Regions from separate parts of the Macaca mulatta genome. Here region 1 is linked to region 2. Evidence: chromatin contacts called from public Hi-C data. All regions are on one chromosome and are shown on one strand. The core of a region is the stretch at or near the end of the contact, and the rest is flanking DNA. Distances in the headings are between cores, read along the strand shown.

The links. A called contact is a pair of places that touch in the nucleus more often than the background predicts.
Region 1: a Hi-C map of fetal cortex germinal zone shows a contact between it and region 2, with 3 times the contacts expected there. The contact joins the promoter of IER5 here to the promoter of STX6 in region 2. A contact is called at or near these places in 5 of 14 Hi-C or Micro-C datasets (CD4 T cells, blood, cortical neurons and 2 more).

The regions. Positions count from the first base shown.
Region 1 is chr1:38,498,101-38,501,194 of T2T-MMU8v2.0, forward strand. It overlaps IER5 (immediate early response 5), which reads left to right and starts at 1,575. Exons shown (of 1, transcript XM_002802002.4): 1 at 1,575-3,094. The coding sequence starts at 1,781. The coding sequence ends at 2,764.
Region 2 is chr1:38,432,320-38,435,688 of T2T-MMU8v2.0, forward strand. STX6 (syntaxin 6) reads right to left here and starts at 2,108. Exons shown (of 8, transcript NM_001261300.1): 1 at 1,928-2,108. The coding sequence starts at 1,962. MR1 (major histocompatibility complex, class I-related) reads left to right here and starts at 2,402. Exons shown (of 6, transcript XM_078001069.1): 1 at 2,402-2,451.

The sequences.
Region 1 (3,094 bases), core at 325-2,824, 65 kb after region 2:
CAACTTGCAAAGAAAAAGACAAGATAAAAATTCTTGCATTATTACTTAATATATGCTACTTGGTTTTGTAATTTTTGTGTCATTATTTTATCTCTTTCTCTGCATGGGCTGAAAATTCCTAGAGGGGGGAGGAACTGGGTCTCAGAGCCTGCAGTCTCAGTTACCATCAGTTGTGGGCACAGGTAATGCTACTGAGCCATCACATCTTCTGGAGATTGTCAATTGGTCATGATCAAGCCCACCCTTCACTGGTATTTTTCCTAAATAAATTCATTGCTTGGCCAATCCCTGGGGCAGGATCAGGCCCAGGGTTCCACATGGACTCCAAGAAAGCAGTGCTTAGTTTTCTCATTCAGTTTGTGGCTGAGAAGTTGTCATTTATCGTCTGTACAATAAAGCAGATGTGTATGTGACTTCCCCTTTTCAGCGGTGGAGACACTGAAGCGGTCTGAGGTTATTTACCCAGAGTCCTCAGGCAGGTCTGTGGTGGAGCTTCGGTGGAACTAACTGGAAGTGACTCCATGTTTCCAGTCCAGGACCCTGGGCAACCCTGTGGTAATTGTGCCCTGATATAAGGACCAGTAGATGGACTACATTGTTGACTGACCAGAAAATTCTGGAACTCCCTAGCGCTATATTTTTACCTTGACACAAAATGAAATTATGACATCATCATGGGAACACAGGACTTCTTTCTTTTTATTTTCAGACCTTGCTCGATTTTTCCAAGGGTTGACTGATCAGTCCTTGTAATGGAAAAATGGAAATGGGAAAAAAATCATTGTGGAGAACCTGTAACATCTTCCATTTAACCTATTTGATAACTGGCTTTGTTCCAGAATCTAGAGAACAAAGTGAAAGATGCCGGCTTTAGAGGGCAACCAGTAACTTTGTATCTAGACACAATTCCTTGATAAGAAGCCAAGAACCTAGCCAAAAACTTTTAGAATCCCCTTTTTCTTTGGTGTTAGAACTGACAGCTGCTAAGAGTGTATGTGACTCTAGCGGGGAAAGCGGCTCATCCAAAAATAATGACAGCCAAATACTTTGCAGTAATACTATTTGTTATCCAGGGGTGTCCTCCGCCGCGTATAGCCACCATCTCTATTTTTGCCAGGGTTGAGGGGAATCGCTTACAGGTGTGGCGGGCCTGGAAATGGTGGCGTGGCCGGTTAGGGCGGAGTTGATCAGGAAAAGATCAGGACTTTATGGCAGAACAGAGTCCAACACCGTGCTCGGAAGAAAGTTCGAATATTTTGTTCGCTTTGGTTCCGGCAAGCCATCGCACAAGCCAGAATCTGTAACTCCAAACAGTAGCGCCCTCGAGCACGGTCCCCAACACGGTCCCCAACACTCACTCCCCATCGGCCTGGTCTGCGCCCGCAATCCGTCGCCCCCTTTAAGAGCTTGCTCCGCGGGACTAACGTTCGAACGGGCCTTGGCGCCCCTCCTCGGGCTCCGATTGGCCGTGCGCGGCGCACGAGGGCGCGCCGGCCAGCCGCGGAACGGTTGGCGGCCCTTCGTGATTGGCGGTCGAGGAGTCTATATAAGGCGCGGGGCGGCCGGGCTGCCCTGTTTAGCTACCGGACCCGAAACGGGGTAGTTGTCTGGTGTAGAGAGGTCTGCGGGGCAGTGAGCGCGCGTCACCGGAGTCATTTCTCTTCGGAGTCTTAGGTGATCAAGGGTGTGCCCACGGGGCGGACTTGTTTGCGCCTCCCGTTCCCTCCCAGTTTCCGAACGTAACACCCCGGCGCCGACGGCCCTGTGCAGGGGAGGCAGGATGGAGTTCAAGCTGGAGGCTCACCGAATCGTCAGCATCTCCCTGGGCAAGATCTACAACTCGCGGGTCCAGCGCGGCGGCATCAAGCTGCATAAGAACCTCCTGGTCTCGCTGGTGCTGCGCAGCGCCCGCCAGGTCTACCTGAGCGACCCGTGCCCCGGCCTCTACCTGGCCGGTCCCGCTGGGATCCCGGCGCCGCCACCGCAGCAGCAGCCCGGGGAGCCGGCGGCCGGGCCACCCGCCGGCTGGGGAGAGCCGCCCCCGCCCGTCGCCCGTGCCTCTTGGCCGGAGACCGAGCCGCAACCGGAGCGCCCTTCCGTCTCACACGCGCCGCGGGTAGGGGACGAGGTGCCAGTGACCACGGTGACCGGAGTCGGGGACGTTCTTCAGGGCGGAGAGGCGGACGCGACGGAAGCTGCCTGGAGCCGCGTGGAGCGGCCGCGCCAGGCGGCGGCCGGAGAAGCCGAGGGTCCCGCCGGAGGCTGGGGCGTCTTCCCCGAGGGATCGCTTGCCGCGCGCCGCCCCTGCGGCTGCCCCCTAGGCGGGGAGGACCCGCCGGGTACACCGGCCGCGACCCCCCGCACTGCCTGCTGCTGCGCGCCGCGACCAGCCGAGGACGAGCCCCCCGCGCAGCCCGCAGTGTGCCCCAGGAAGCGCGGCGCGGCGGGGGTGGGCGGCGGCCCAGCGGGCTGCCCGGCGCCCGGCTCGACCCCGCTCAAGAAGCCCCGCCGGAACTTAGAGCAGCCGCCGAGTGGAGGAGAGGACGACGACGCGGAGGAGATGGAGACCGGGAACGTGGCTAACCTCATCAGCATCTTCGGTTCCAGTTTCTCGGGACTCCTACGGAAAAGCCCCGGGGGCGGCAGGGAGGAAGAGGAGGGAGAGGAGAGCGGCCCGGAAGCCGCCGAGCCCGGGCAGATCTGCTGCGATAAGCCGGTGCTGAGAGACATGAACCCCTGGAGCACAGCCATCGTGGCCTTCTGAGCCCTTGGCCCCCATGCGGGGAGGAGGTTGAGCAGCGGGCGTCCTCGAAGTGAGGGTCGGGCCCTTGCTGGCTGCGAGGACGCCCAGAGACCGCGGCCGCTGAGCGCGTTGGGCAGACTGGTTGCCGCTGGGCATCGCAAACTGCCCCCGGGCGCATCTGGCTTTTCTGGAGACCTGGGAGCTTGAGGCTCATTGGAAGAGGACGATCTTTAACTTTTTGTGTTTGTGTATGTCTGTGTATGTAAGTTTGTCTTGTGGCATTAAGACTATTTTGTTCTGGAATGCACCACTCCTTCCCCAGGGCTTAAGAGATTGGGGGCAGACAGGGAC
Region 2 (3,369 bases), core at 858-3,357:
AGATGCCTTTCTCTGAACTCCTGGGGCACTCATCATCTGCAGCATTCACTTCAACACTCATTCATTTGCCACCTGTCATTTCTACTTAATTTTGGGGTAATTTGTTTCTCAGATTAGACTAGAAGCTCCTAGGCCATAATTTAGGCATCTTTAATTTTTCCATGCTGTGTAATGCATTCTTGATACTTTTAATAAACACAGGTGCATGACTCCCAAAAAATCTGGATACACCTTCATGGGTGACTTTACCTTTCCACAGTAGAAGGTACTGAGAATCTCTTTTCCTTCAAGAACCTTAAAGACAGGAGCTAAAATGATGTAAAAGTCAATCAAAACTCCGAACCAATGTTCCAATAAAGTAGTGATATTTAATCAGTGAACAAGCATTAGACGACTGTATTGGATACCGTCAAGAAAAAAAAAATGCCACAACGGCAGAAGAATTTAGGCTTTTGACAAATTCCATAAAAAGTCAAACAAAAAATTTCTGATCATCTCTGATCTCCACTGCCAGAGATAACCTTTGCCAACCTAAGCATTAAGAACTTTCAATCAAGGAAAAAACACATTTTTAAAATTAACCCCTAATCAATTCTTCTAATAAATATCACATTTTCCAGGTAGGGAGTCACATATTACCAGTAAATCTACAACTCAGCATTTTCCCATCTAAATTAGAGTAAGGTGAAGAAAAAGACCTTTCCAGGGAAATGTTAAGAAATATTATAAGTGTATTTTACTGCATCATCGATAAAATCTTTCACCTAAAATGCCATTTAAATTTTCTACAATACTTGAGTATACAACAGCCAGCTTGTACCACTACAAAAATAGGAAGCTAGCAGCAACTCGTTAAAAGCAAGGGACATTCTGTGATCAGTACTGATTTGGGAACTTTGCAGTTTTCAGATTTTTCATGTTTGACATTTAAAACAGAAAACTGACACGTTTCTAATAAGAAACTAAAAGTTACATCAGAATTAATCTTCTTGCATTTGTTTAATGGCTACAAAGTGGATATTACAAAGTGCAGTTGAAGTTTCTATCTCCAAAGAAACAATCGAGCAAGATGGAGTTAGGACAGCTTACAAGGGAACAGAAGGCAGTTCTATTCTGAAAGGCAGAAGAAATAGGAGAAACCTGTCAAACAGCCTGGATGATATCAAGGAGTTAACAAGCAACACTCATTTCCTTTAGCACTGTGAGAAAATTCCGGTTGCTAATAGAAAGCTGAGGAAAGTTTGGTTTGGCTTGTTTCATTTTGTTTTCCTTCCAAATCATCACTGAGTATGAACGACTGCTTTCCTCTCCTCACATTACTCAGTAAAAACTCCCCCCATTGAATTGTCTTCCTGTGCCCTGCTCCCCAGCCTCCCAGATCGGCCCCCGCCCCCGCCTCCCTCCCAGCAAACGTGCTCAGACGCCTCTGGGCTTGTTGTGGTCTCGCCAGTCCTGCGGACGAGCGCTCCAAACTCAATGGACAATGGAGTTCACCCCCGTCAACACGAACTACAAAGCTCAGGAGGGCCATTTCCCTTTTCCTGCCCAGATGCTGTTTTCGCTCCTTCGAAGCAAGGTCCCATGCTCGAATAGACGGCCAGTGTGAGCTAGGACCTGCGTGTCTCCTTCTCACCTGCAGAGCTGCTGAGCCCCTCGACCCCCAAATAAGTTGTACCGCAGCGCACAGGCCAAAAAGGCCCCACCACCACCAGGGGCTTGGCTGGGGACAGTGGCTTCACCGTCCAGGTAGGGATGCAGGAGACGTCTCTGGACGCTTGGTCATGGCCCTCAAGACTAAGCCGTCTCCACTGTGACCCCTCCCCAGCTCCAACTTGCCTCCCCTCCCCCTACTGCGAGAAGACCGAGGAGGTGCGGGCAGGCAGCACCGCCACCTCTTCCTCCAGTGGAGCCCTCGGCCGACACTCACCCTTTCACCACAAAGAAGGGGTCCTCCATGGACATGGCGTCCCGGCCCCGGCCGCCTCCACCTCCACCGCGCACAGAGCGCCCGTGCCTCCCGGCCTCCTTCCGCCCACCCGGCCTGTTCCCGCAGCCGCCCGCGCCTTAGACTGGGGGACGCCAAGCAGCGGGCACGCGCGCAGGCCAGGTGCACGGGACCACCGCTGGTCCAGCACTCGCTCAGCACCACTGGCCGAATCCCGGACTCCAGAGCCGGCCCCCTCTGCAGCCTCCAGTCCCGGCTCCCCCCGGCGAGTCAGAGAGCCTGACCCCACCCCCAGGACCCTCGGCTGCGGCCAATCACGAAAGCCGCCTGAAGCACGACTTCCGTACCCCACTCACGTGATCAGGGCCTGCCCCTCCCCCAGTGGGCGGGGCCTGGGCCTGCGTCCCTCCGCCCTGGAGGCGGAGCCCTCGGGGCGGAGGAGGTGGGTGGCTTTCTACCGCCCTCTCCTCAGGCTTGAAGGTGAAGAGCGGCTTGTTCCCTCAGAGGTAGGCAGTCGGCTTTTCAGGATAAACTGTAGTTGTACCTGTTTTGCAAAATCCTCTTACCTTTCCTCTACTTTTAATACTTGATTTTGACAGTATGTAATTTATAAATCTATCTGGTCCTCGACTTAAAATGAAGCATAGTATCTGATTATGATGCTACACAGCTCCTTCAAGTAGGGTCTTACTTTGTGTTGGAGAGTGTGCTAAAAAGTTGTGTATGCATCATCTCAGTATTCTTTGGGGGAAGGTATTATTCCCCTCCTTCCCCTTTTTGGGGGGCAGGGACTCTCTCTGTCACCCAGGCTGGAGTGCAGTGGCACAATCACAGCTCACTGCACCCTCGACCTCCTGGGCTCAAGCGGTCCTCTCGCCTCAGCCTCCCGAGTAGCTGGGACTACAGGTGAGAGCCACCACGCCCGGCTGATTTTTAAATTTTTTGTAGAGATAGAGCTCTCAGTATATTGCCTAGGCTGGCCTCGAACACCTGAGCTCACAAGACCCTCCTGCCTCTGCCTCCCAAAGTGGTGGGATTACGGACGTGAGCCCCTACGCCATCCATTTCTCCCATTTTGTAGATGAGAAAATAAGTTCAGAGAGGCTTCACGACTTCCTGTAGTCACACAGCCTGGACAGAGCAGAACTGCAGATTCTGTGCACTTTCCACCAGATGGGGTGTACTTTATGTTGCTGTACATTCTGCAAATAACCATGTAAAGTAATTTTTCATACAGCATATGGTGCCTCCCAGGAGAGCGCACCTACAAGGAATAAAGAAGGGGCCAGGTATGACAACTTCCTCTCACTGTGGTTCAAGGACTATTCTAGAAAACATTTTGCCCAGAACCTTAGCCAACTCATATGCTAGATATGCTGTGGAGTTTGTGGATGAGGATTGTGGACTTTGATTGCTGAAAATCA